Linked DNA regions of Mus musculus: region 2 is linked to region 1. Evidence: chromatin contacts called from public promoter capture Hi-C data. All regions are on one chromosome and are shown on one strand. The core of a region is the stretch at or near the end of the contact, and the rest is flanking DNA. Distances in the headings are between cores, read along the strand shown. Region 1 holds the start of Emc10 (ER membrane protein complex subunit 10). Region 2 holds the start of Sergef (secretion regulating guanine nucleotide exchange factor).

Region 1 (6,404 bases), core at 2,407-4,906:
TGTGTGATGCTTACCGTGGCCAGCCACCAGATTTCTGTCTTAACCTCTCTCGCATCCTGGTCCTGCCCTATCACCAATTTCTCAGTGATACCTTCCGGTTGCACCTCAAATCTCTATCTCCGCCTGAGCCCCATGCTTAGCTTGGCCCAATCAAGTCAAGCCTGGGTCCTCACTGTGGACCAGAGCTCATCTGCTTGCGTGGGGGGGGGGGGGCGGACAGAGGGGTCTCCCCTGGCCTGTTTATAGTCTCGATCACTCCATGTGACAGTTCTCCATCCATCCCGTTGACTTCACCGATGGCTGATGTGAGCTCCTTGGATTCTAAACTCTGGGCTGATTTTGCCGTTTTCCCTACTATGGTTAACCACTGGAAGGTTGCTTATAACATATTTGAATAAATGAATTGCTCACACTTTCAGCTAGATTCAAGGTCCAACAAAGGAAAGGAAGATACAGTCTGGAAAGAGTAACCTGGCTCAGGCCACACTGCAAGGGATGGAAACAAAGCCTGTATTCATAGCTCTGGGGTTTGTTAGCTACAGCAAGGGGTCACTGCACCCTCCTCTGGCCTGGTTCTATTGCTTACAGGACCCGATGTGTCCAACCTCTTTGCTCCTGTGCACACAAATACACAAAGCACATGCCCTCTGCTTCATGGTGTTCCACAGTGGACGATGGATTTCCCTGAAATTGAACAGCTCTCATTGACATTTGCACACTGCTCATGCTGTGCCATGTGCTTCAGGAAGAACTGTCCTGTTACCACATGTGCCAGATGAGGGGACAGAGGTGGAGAAAGGAGGAGAATGAAGGCAGGACTGATCCTAAGCTCTGGGATCAAGAATGTTCCAGCCACAGGGGAGTCACATTGACTCAGCCTGGTGCCAGGAGGAGCCTGGAGTAGGTCTGGGACTAATTGCTAACAGGGTTTGTTTTGTTGACAAGTGTAGTCCAGGCTGGCCTAGAACTAGTTGTGTCACTGAACCTGGCCTTGAACTTCTGATCCTCCTGTCCCGACCTTCTGAGTCCTGGGATGACAGTTTTGAAAGTTTTGTACCACTTTTGTTGGCTACAGGCAGGCAAGGACAGGGTCAGAGAGACCCCTAGATTGCATTTAACATTCAAAGCCTGTTGTTGGAAACTGTAAATCTTACCAGGGCAGAAAACGGAGCGATGTTCTCCACTTAGGTAAGGAGATAATTGGGTGAATTCAGGCATTTTTTTTCTTTCGGCTTTTTTTCTTTTTTTTTTTTTTTTTGAGACAAGGTCTCATACATTCCTGGCTGACTAAAATTTGTAGTTCAGGCTGGATTTAAACTCAGAGATTTGCCTAACTCTGCCTCCCAAGTGCTGTGATTAAACATGTGAACCACCGTGTCCAGCTAAAATCCATCTATTCTTTCCTTCCTCCCTTCCTTTCTTGCATGTGGCAGTCATAGGTCAGTGACTTGCATGTGTGTGTGTGCATTGCATGTGGTGGTCATAGGTTAGTGTTAAAGGTCTTCCTTCTCCTATCATTCTCCTACCTCATTTTTGGAGAGAGACTTCCACTTAACCTGGAGCCAAATGATTGGATAAACTCGCTGACCAGCAAGCTCCAAGGATGGCCCATCTCTGCCTCTCCCAACAGCAAGCTTACCATGGGGCTTGGATGTTTATATGGCTGCTGGGGAGTCAAACTCGGATCCTCATGCTTGCCCTACAGATACTCTACTGACCAGGTCTCTCTCTCTCTCTCTCTCTCTCTCTCTCTCTCACACACACACACACACACACACACACACACTCAGAGCCCCTTTTTACTTTTTTAAGACAGGGCCTCACTAAGTTGTCCAGGTTGCCACTTTCAAAGCTCAATTTGGCCTTGAACCTGCAATCCTGTTTCAGCTGCTCAAGTCTTGGGATGACAGGCCTGTACTATTAGGCTTGGCTTTTTTCTATTTTCTCCCTGTCTTTCGTGAACTGAGATAGGATGAGAAAGGATTCAGGTCTCCAAAAATACCACAGTATGTACATGTCCTGTAAGCGTGTACACGTTTCCTGCATGCAGCTGAGGCAGGGCAAGGCCTAGGCTGGGGGAAGGGGTGTTCTGTTCTATGTGAGGTTTGTACTTGGTGGTATTGATTTTCACAAGTTTTCAGGAAGAGGGGCAGAGTGGACAGTGGACTGTGGGACCCTGGGCCGTGGGCCCAGTCTTTGAGCTTTACTTTATCTCTCTGGGACAGAGTACCTGGAAAGCAGAAAGCACTGTGTAAACAGCCACCATCCTGACCCTGTGATGCCACTGAGGGCTGTCCTCCCTCATCTCGCCTGACTTCTGACCTCTGTGAAGTGCCCTGCCATTTTTCTTAGTGAAGAGGTTTGGTGGTGATCTTGGTCCCTGGGTGGCAAAATGGCGGCAGGGAGGTTGGAGGAAGTTGGGACTTAGAGGGGCAGTCACCCGAGGAGCTGCAGGTGTCCATTCTCCTTGTCAGGGCCGGCCAGCAGCAGCAGGTCTGGCAGCTCCAGGGCAGGACTAGAGGCTGCCACCCCCATGGTGACCTTGTTGGCGACTTCTCCAAACCGGGTCACCTGGGGCCAAAGGTTAAGAGGATCGATAGATGGAGAACAGAACTCAACAGGAATCTGATTGGGTCTTGGGGATCTTGACAGAGTGAAAGGTCATGAACTAGGGGAGATGAACAGTAGGTTAGGGATTGGGAATGTGGCTCAGAATATAAGCACACATGCCTAGAATCCCCCGGTGCAGGGCTAGGGTGTGACTAAGGGGTAGAGCTCCTGCTGAATAACGAGTGAAGCCCAGAGTACCAGCCATATTACCTCTAAAAAGGAAAAAAAAAAAAAAAAAAAGGCTTGTGGGCCAAAGATTTTAGGATTAAAGGACAAGAACCATATGTGTACAGTCAAGGAAACTGAGACAAAGGCTTCTGAAGACACAAAAAGCCCAGCGGGCTCAGAGGTGATGTGGATCACTTGGAAAGAACGACAAATGATGGGGGAGATCCGTACATCAACGGGTCGGAGGTCCGGGGCTCCACACCTGCACGAAGTTGCTTTCAAAGATGGGAAAGTCGCGCAGCTGGTCGAACTCGCCGCTCAGGAGGTGGCGTTGGAGGCGCCCAGGGCGGCACGGGGCGTAGGCTGGAGCCAGGGGGCGGTCTGCAGGGGCGAAGCGCGAGCATCCATCCCAGGATGCCAGGTACATGAACTCTGACCGAGGGCGCATGCGGGGCAGCGGCCTCCGCATTGCTGGTCCCATACCTTCCCCGGCTCCCTCTCTAGGGCCAACCCCTCCAGGCAGAAGTCCTTTTGTCACCTTCCATCCCCTCAGAACTGGTCTCACCTGCTCCGCCCCGAGCGGCCTTAAGATCTCGACCGCCCTTCATCGCCACGCCCCGGCCCTGGGGAGGAACGCCGAGTGAAGCCTGGGACAGACAGATAAAGGGTGGGGCCTAGAGCTTGTGACTTTACAATAGGGTGCCCGGCGTTCCGTGACGTCAACGACGTCACTTCTCTCCCAGGTGGTGTCACCGGGAACGTGAGCCCTAGAGACCCGGATGGAGAAATGGCCGCCCTGACTGCGGGAGCAGGCGGACGGGCGCTAGTGCGCAGGCGCGGCGTGCGGCGCAGGCGCGTGAGCCTCAGGATGAACCCTGTGTTTCCTAGCGGGCTGTATGGCTCTCGGTTTTTCTCAACGCTCCCGTATGGTGGCCGCGGGTGCCGGGGTGACCCGGCTGCTAGTGCTCTTGCTGATGGTAGCCGCGGCTCCTAGCAGAGCCCGAGGCAGCGGCTGCCGGGTCGGGGCCTCCGCGCGTGGGGTGAGTGCTAGTGGCCGGGGCGGGGCGGCCTCCTGTGGGCGCTAGATGGACCCCATCATGAATATTCATGAGAGGATGTGGTTTGCTCGGAACCTGAGCTGCGTGGAGTAGTGGTAGCTAGCCTCTCATCTCCGTGCTTGGGAGGCTGAGGCTGGAGGATCAAGGAGTTTGAGGCTAGCTTGGATTGCTTGAGATTGTCTCAAAAATACAAAAATGGGGGTGTGATGGTGCACGCTTTCAATACCCCTATTCGGGAGGCAGAGACAGGTGAATTTCTGAGTTCGAGGCCAGCCTAGGACAAAGGGAGTTCTAGGCCAACCAGGGCTACACAGTGAGACCCTGACTCAATAAGTAATTAATAAAGATATGGCAAGGAAGCAGTGCTCTAGTGCTAGGGTTGGAATCATGTTTCTGAATATGCACGAAGAAGTCAGGTCCTTCAGGAGCCAGAGTGCTGTAGGATGCCTGGCTAGGAGAAGCTTGAAATTAAGACATCTAAGGCTTAGGCCTGGGTGTGGGGTGCAAGGTCACCTTGGGCTACCTAAGGTCCTGTTTCAAAAAAACCCCAAAAATAGGGTGCTGGAGAAATGAGGGCCAAGAGAACTGACTGCTTTTCTGGAGTACCTGGGTTTGCTTTCTGGCACCTACCTAGAGGCTCACGACTGTCTGCTAACTTCAGTTTTTGGGGATTGCACATTCTCTTCTGGCACACCAGGTACCAGGCATGCACACAGGGCACATAGGTACATGCAGCAGATATCCATACACAAAATTAAAAAAAGAAAAATTACAAAGAAATTAAGCTGATGGTGGTGGTGCTCATGTGTAACCCCAAGCGCTCAGCAGACGTAGGCAGGAGGATCATCTCCGGTCTGGATCAGGGAGTGATTTAGTGGGACTCTGCTTCAGAACCGTGGGAAAGAAAGTGTGGATCTAGGATGTGCCAGAGAGAAGTGGGCTTCTTGCCAATGTGAATGGTCAGAGTATTAGCATGTGCAAAGGAAGTGAACTCGTGAATGAAAACCTGAATGACCTGGGGTGGGGGGCAGAGCAAGGTGGTATTTACCTGTAGTAGCAGCACGAAGAGGTGGAGGCAGAAGAATTGTGAATCAGAGGTTAGCTCGGGCTGTGCACTGAGACTCTCAAAACCAAAAAAACCAACAAAAAGATAACGACCCGGGCATTGGACATGAGAATAACAAGCTTTTAGAGTTTTCTTTGGGCTATGGAAATGGACTGTGTCATGAGAGGCAGTCCTGGGCAGAGCACCTGTGATTGGATGTGAGCATGCAGCTACGGCCTGTCCTTCAGCCTGTCCTTCTGCCCCGCCCAGAGCGTGAGTGGTTCTTACTTGGGGTCCTTGTCTCCCTTGCAGACCGGGGCCGATGGCCGTGAAGCTGAGGGCTGTGGCACCGTGGCTTTGCTGCTGGAGCATTCATTTGAGCTCGGTGAGATCAGTGTGTCTTCAGCCTTACGCCTGCCCTTTGGTGGCGAGGGCGGAAAGCACAGACAGGAGAGGACTTGTCTTTAGATGCCCCATGCCTGTGGCTTCAAGGTTTCAAGGGTTTAGTGCTTGTCAGTGTGCCCAAGGGCCTGGGTTGCATTTCTGCTAATGAAGATTATAAACATACACATATACATATATATGCATATGTAAATATATACACATGCACCACATGTACACTCCACACATATACTGATTCATACATATGTATGCATATGTACATGCATATGTACATGTGTGATGGGTAAAGAAACTATTTCATGCCAGGCAGCCTTCTTGGTACCCACTAGCCATTTGTCATTCATTCCAGTGCCTGGAAGATAGGTTCTTAGTAACACCCATCCAAAAATGTACAGCTGTGACCATCTTCTTATTATGATATGGTTAATTGGAGTTTTCTCTGGCATTTATAACTTGCTTACACAGATACCCAAAGATTGTTTTGAGTTGCCTTAACTTGGCAGAACAGAACAGTTTTTGCCTGCTTGTATAGGTATCAAAGATCTTCTTGTGGTTTTCACCTTTAAAATTTAATTTTCTTTCATAATTGCAGTCACATCATAGTAGGGGAGTCAAATCAGGACCTTCAAACAGCTGGTTATATCTCATCCATAGTCTAGAGTAGAGAGAATTAATGCATGTGTACTTGCTTACACTCAGCCTCCTCTCTACACTCAATATAATTCAGGGCCCAAACCTAGGGAATGGTGCCACCCACAGTGGGTGGGCCTTCCTACCTCAATGAATGTGATCAATATATTCACCTGCAGCTATGCTCTTAGCCCAGCCTGACCTAGACATCCCTTACTGAGACTCTTCTCTGGTGATTCTAGATTGTATCAGGTTGGCAATTGAAACCAGCCATCAGGGCCCCTGACTATTCTTACTCATGTGGCCGGCTGTCAATTTTGACAGGATCTCCCTCCATAATCTGTATTAGTGCTAACTTGCATTTAATATTTATAAAAGAAATTCATCTGGACACATGCATGTGTATATATACGCATGTGCATATATGTGCACACACATATACATACATGCAAACATGAGTATATATATGCATGTCTGTGTGTGTATATAAT
Region 2 (6,404 bases), core at 1,307-3,806, 2.1 Mb before region 1:
ATTGTGGTACTTGGTGTCTGTGAGGACCTGAGGTGGCAGGTAGCAGGGAGCCGGAGGAAACAGGAAAGTTTCTTGTTAGACTGCGTGTCGTGAGTTGGCGCCAGCCCTTCCTGCTCTTGTCAGAGTTAGTATCAGTTCACGCTCTTTTGGGTGGTTTACAAGGCCTCAGCATCTCTTGATAATGGTGTCTTCCTCTGCCTGGGCTATGGACTTCATCTCCATCAGTCTCTGGGAATCTGGTGGCCAACTGTTCCATGGGTGTCATTTGATCCCTATAGATTCTCTAAGACTCTGCCAATTTGCTTATGGTGACTTTGACAGAACTCCCATAGTCTCTGGCTCTGACCAGCTCTCAGCCCTGTCTGGTGGCTGGCTATCATATTTCTCATCATGAGAAATCCTCCAATTTGAATGATGTCTTGGTCCTTCTGCTTCATCTTTCCTTGGACTTGAGATGGGTGGGAGTCACATCACACTGTCACACTGATAGAGCAGTGATCACATAACTATCCTATCAGGATCCGTTTCAGCCTCTCTCATCTTTTAGGCAGGAATCCATCCAGATTTCTGGATACCTGCACTTTAAGCTCTGGTTTGGTTTCTCCTACCTTATTTTACTTTTATTATATTTAAACATTATTAAAATTATACAATATAGTTTTATTATATTCTTTCCCCTCCCCCAAGTCCTCCCAGGTCCTTCCTCATGTTCTCTTTCAACACCTCCAACAGGAAAAATTGAAACAAAACCCAAAAAGACAAAACTTACTGTCTTAGTTAGGGTTTTGCTGCTGTGAAGAGGCACCATGACCAAGGCAACTCTTATAAGCATAACATTTAATCAGGGCTGGCTTACAGGTTCAGAGGTTCAGTCCATTATCAGCAAGGTGGGAGCAGGGCAGCACCTAGGCAGGCATGGTGCAGGAGATGCTGAGAGTTCTTCATCTTCATCTGAAGGCTGCTAGTGGAAGACTGACTTCCAGGCAGCTAGGAGGAGGGTCTTAAAGCCCACGTCCACAGCGACACACCTACTCTAACAAGGCCACACCTCCAAATAGTGCCACTCCCTGGGCCAAGCATATGTAAACCATCACACTCACCAAACCATAACAAGGACAACCAAAACCACACATGAAACATGGAGTCTGTTTTATGTTGGTCAGCTACTCCTGAGCATGGGACCTACCCAGGAGGGTGACTGATATGCCCAATCGTCCCATTGGAGACAACTGGTTTTCTCTTTCTCATGAAGTATTGATTGCAAATAGCTTCTTCGTCAGGGAGGGGCCTTTGTGCCCACTTCTCTTCTTCAGTGCTGGGATTTTGTCTGTAAAACCAGAGACTGTTGACAGCATGCACAAGACCCGCACAAGTCCACCTTACCGTGCAATGTGCAAGTTACTGGCATTTCTTGCTTCCGGAACTGCTGGTAAGACACCTTTCTATTATACCCTGTTGTGACTTCCTATTAGAACAGGCTGGAAAGAAGTGATCAAAATGGCAACAGCAAACCGGTGAACAGCACATGGAATCTCTCACGGCTTCTATTTTCTCTTTCTGGAGTAAGAGCAGCTTTGCCTGGCTTGTCTGGATCTTTCTAAGCACCACCACCAAACTTTTCAAGAAACCACAGTGTGGAGGAGGAAAGACCAAGGGTGGCTTCCCTCACAAGACACAGCAGACAGTAACATGTCAGTAGCATGAACAGGTGAGACCTAGACAGAAGCTTCCCTGACACATTTTCCAATGTGAGGGTCTAGGAAGAAAAGGAAGGCGAGGCCTTGAGACCTGTCTGTACAGGGGCCAGAGCTACGAATGCAGATCATCGCCTTAAATGGGACATGATCTTTTTGTCCTCCTTCCAGATTCCAGATTCCAAATTCCATTTCCCCCAGTGTGCACTGGTACACTGTATTACTAAACTCTCACCAACATCACGACAACGTTGATAGAAAGCTGTATTGTATGAAAATCTATCTTGGATGAGAATTATCTATGCTCGTGATTAGAATTAGGGCAGATGGTGCGGGGCCGCGGAGAGTAGGGAGAACGCAGGGGCACATCAGACAATAGCCAGCCCCAGTTGTGTCACCAGTAGTGGGTTTCCGCTGTGGAAGGCTAACACGGCTCCCCAAGACTCTCGGGTTCCCAAACGCACAGCGAAGCGGGCCAAGGTAGCTTCGTGAAGACTCAGGACTGGACTCTTGCCATCTTCAGTTCAGGTCCCTTCCCACCGTGCTGTTGCACCCCTGTCAGGTCATCTGCTCTGGGCAGCGTGGGACAGGTGGCGAGTTTTCCAGATTACTGAACATGGTGCAGAATTACGAGTGTGGGTGTAGTAAGGCACCTCCGGGTGTGTTCCCTGGCGGCCGCGAGGTGCCTGCTGACAGTGCTTTGGTTGAGTCCCGGCGCTCTAGGGCAGGACCATACCTAGCTACGTCTTGCTCCAGTCCCATTAGCCCCTCCTAATCCCTAATTTTACCCCGCCTCCATCCCGCTGACCGCGCCCAGCTCCCGGACTCGCCCTGCCCCTGGCCTCCGAGGCCCCGCCCCGCGTCAGCCCTCCCGGAAGCGCCGGCTGAGCGTGTGCATGGCGCGGGAGTCCTGCGCCTCCGAGACTGTCTCTGCCGCTGCTGTGCTCTTCGCCTGGGTACGTGGCTCCGCCCCCGGGCTAGGGCAGAGACGAAGGGGCGAGGAGACCCGGGAGCTCCCGGCGTCTGCGTGGGTGGCAGGGAGCTGGGAGGCGGCGGCCCGAGCTAGGGTCCTGGATTGGAGGATCCTGGGTTGCAGCAAGGAGGAGAGGGTGCGGAGGGAGGGTCTCCCCGCAGTGCCTGAGGGGCCTACTGCTAGCTGTGGGATGAGGACCCGAGGGACTGAAGCACTTCGGGAGGACCCTGCATCCAGAGCAAAGCATCCATTCTGGGAAAGCGCTCGGCCGCCAGACTGCCTAGAAAGACAGCGTGGAGGCTTGGCAGAGAGATCTCGGTCCCAGAGCTCCTGGGGCCACCTGTGTCATCGAACCTGCCTTTTGCTTGGAGGATGGAAGGCTTCTTTCCAGCGCCATCACCCTGGGGAGCGTCCTGTGGATGTGAGGCCTGTGGAGTATGGCCGCGCAAGGCACAGACCCTGCGTATTTGCTGTTACTCGGCTGTGACCAAATCTTTTCTCTTCTGGGGGTGTGGAAGTCTGGGCTGGGCAGGTTTGACACTGCACTTTGACTGACCTATGGTCATCCTTCCGTGTGATTGGAGAGGAGGCTTTATACCCACGAGTGTGGGGGACATGCGTGACAGCATGCATATGTCGGGTGTTGCTGTTCTTAGTATTAAATACCAAAATTGTAATGGAATGCATGATTTGTTAACGGCAGTCTCCTTGACTACAGCGGAGGTGTTCTTGAGAGCGAGTACTGAGCCAGTGGTGTTCACATTGTCTCTCTTGGTGCCTGGCATCTTGTAGACCCCAGGGAAATATTTGTTGACTAAAGAATGAATGAATGAATGAATGAATGAACGAGCGAATGAAACGAATGAATGAGTACTTGTGTGCACAGCCATCTGTTAATGTTTGGGAAATACATAGCTATTCCCAGTTCTTGTGATAGAGGAAGCCATAACAGCTATGTTTTTTGCCAAAATTAGAATTTATCTATATACCTTTCACTTGTTGAGTGTAAGGCTGTCAGAAAGGAGAGCATGGCTTGGCCTGGCTGGCTGGCTCAACTCCTTGAAGTAGCACTTGAACGAGGCTTGGCAGGGGGGGTGGGAGGTGGGGGTTGGGGGGTGGGGTGGGGGTGGGCGTTAGTAACTGAATGTGTTGCTGTCATTTTCCAGCCTGGAGACTGCTGTCTTTTTGGACAGAGGAAAAACACCTGATAGGAAAAGCCTTTCAGCTGTGGCCTTGAATGGACAGAGACAGAACCAGGGCTGAACCTAGTGTGTTTGGAGGCCTGCTGGGGTATTCCTCCTGCTGCGTAATCAGGGAGCATGTATTAGTTGGCCTCCGCTGCCGCTGCCGCTGCCGTGACAAAACACCACAGGCTGGGTTCTTAGACAATAGACATTTATTTTCTCTGTGTTGGAAGTTGCAAGTCCGAGATTAAGGTGTGGGCACTTTTGGTTTCTCTGGGGCCTCAGGTGGCTGTTTCTTTGTGCATGGGCATCCTTGGTGTCTTGGGAAGAGACTAGACAGACTGGATTATGGTCTGTCTCATCATTTAACTTTAATTACCTTTTTAAAGGTGTGTCTCCAAATACAGTCATATTCTGGTATGTCAGAGGTTAGGGCTTTGACATAGGCATTTTGAAGGAACACAATTCATCTTGTTCCAAGTGGTTTTGTGTTTTGTGTGTATGTGTGTGTGTGTATGCACACGCTGTGTCTGGACCCTTTGTAAAGAAGGAAGGTATACACAGTTGTCATAGGGTATATTAAATTTTTCTTTACCTAGCTTTATCCTGGGTTTAGGGCCCTTATTGCACCACAGAAGTTGATACAAAGCATGAACCCCGGATTGCTCTAGCCTGGCTTCTCTCTTAGATGTTCAGCAGCCTGAAAGCCTGGTAATGGGGTAGCTAGAGAAGACAGAAACCCCAGGATATACTCTCTGCTTCACTCTGTGCAACAGTGTTGTTTGTAACAGTGTTATTTGACAGTGCACTTAAACAGTGTTGCATTCCAGGGTGGAGAGATTTATGTCTGACATCCACAGTCCGCCAGCCAGTGCAGTTTCAGGGTTAGGAGAATAGCTATAAGACCAAGTCCCTGCCTTCATGGTGGTGACTTTCTAGGAGAGGAGGTAGCTCAGTCAAGCCAGCAATGCACTCTAGTGCCAAGGAATGACACAAAGAGGAGGAGAAAGGGGACAAAGCAATGGCAATGTACGTGAGCAATAGGCAAGAGCTGGGATTCTCAACCTTCCTGATGCTGTGACCCTGGTGACCCCCAACCATAAAATTGTTTTTATTGCTTCCTCGTAACTGTAATTTTGCTACAGTTATGAACTGTAATGTACTATTTTTGGAGGTAGAGGTTTGCCAAAGCGTCCACAACCCACATTTTGAAAACTGCTGGTCTAGAGTCATGTGACTTAATCTCTGGGCTGGTTCCCTATACATACCTGTTTTCTTATGGATACAGTAAGAACTAATGGAAGAAATGGATTTCTAACTCACTCATCCAATTGTGTAACTGGATCATCACTTGAGCCTCCAGGCCTCAGTTTCCTCATCTGTACAATGGATGCGAATGCTCCTAGCTGTGAGGCTTCAAGGTGGCCGTCCTGTGTGCAGAGATGCACTTGTTAGAACTGTATTGTTCAAAAGACCCTCTTAGCCTGTGCTCCCCACAAGTCTCATTCTTCATCTTGGGGTCCTGCAGCTCAAGGTGGCTGGAAGCACCCAAGAGGTGGGATGGTTTCCATAAGTGTGTGTTTTGTATTCATATTTTGGTAGTTGTTTTAAACCAAGTGTTCCTATTTATGTGCCCTCAAAACAAACAAACAAACAAACAAACAAAAAAACCCGGTATTAAATGGTTCTACCACTCACCTCCAAAAGAACCAGCTTGGGAGTAGATACTTGAAGAGATAAGAATCCTTTTGGGTGGGCGTTAGGCTCTTTCAGGTGTCCGTTCACTATTGTGTTTGTACCTTTTGTTGCTGAGATGTTACTGTTTCACTTACTGGCCTCTGTCTTTACAGGGTCTTTCTGATAGTACTCCTACCCCTACTGAATTCTTCTCTGGGCCTGTTACCTAGCTGTAAGGATTTCAGATTAGAGACTTTTTTTTTCCTTCCGGTGCTGGGGATTGAACCTAGGAACTTGAACATGCTGGGCAAGCACTTTATCACTCTGCTGTAGCCTAGACCCGTACGATGTGTGGACTTGATAGTGTGAGTTCAGAAGGGGGATCTGGATCGGGGTTGTCCAGTGCTGTACTTGAAAAGGCCCTTTAGCTGTCAGTCATTGTCTAGCTTTTGCTCTGGACAGATGAAATGATGCGGCTTAGGGAAGCTGCCTCCTTAGCTGACTGACTGCATACAGAAAGCTCACTGCTTCCTCGTGAGCATGGGGGAGGGTGGGGGAGGCAAAGCCAAGCCCAGAGTGTTTCCTGCTAACTTTCCCCCGACCCCATCCTTACCCTTAATCTTTCCTTTCCCCAGCGTTCCTAGGTCATTAGCTTTTATCAGAGGGGATCCGTGGGCTGATTCCCAAAGGCAGTTGAGTCTTGGTTGGTTTTTATTGTCCATGTGACACAACATGGACTCACCTTGGGAGAGACATGTCTGTCAACTGAAGGCCTCGATCATATTGGCCTGTGAGAGGTTATCTTGATCGACAGATTGTTATGGAAGGTTCAGTCCACTGTGGGTGGCACCATCTCTAGTTCGTGGAGTGAACCAG

What was found. Capture Hi-C pulls out chosen DNA fragments and counts their contacts.
Region 2: a contact with region 1 is called in a promoter capture Hi-C map of liver, with 2.5 times the contacts expected there. The contact joins the promoter of Sergef here to the promoter of Emc10 in region 1.

Annotation. Positions count from the first base shown.
Region 1 is chr7:44,493,670-44,500,073 of GRCm38.p6, reverse strand. Emc10 (ER membrane protein complex subunit 10) reads left to right here and starts at 3,656. Exons shown (of 7, transcript NM_197991.3): 1 at 3,656-3,818; 2 at 5,194-5,266. The coding sequence starts at 3,705. Fam71e1 (family with sequence similarity 71, member E1) reads right to left here and starts at 3,479. Exons shown (of 5, transcript NM_028169.2): 1 at 3,344-3,479; 2 at 3,041-3,159; 3 at 2,441-2,571. The coding sequence starts at 3,386.
Region 2 is chr7:46,635,959-46,642,362 of GRCm38.p6, reverse strand. Sergef (secretion regulating guanine nucleotide exchange factor) reads left to right here and starts at 2,556. Exons shown (of 11, transcript NM_013789.2): 1 at 2,556-2,650. The coding sequence starts at 2,591.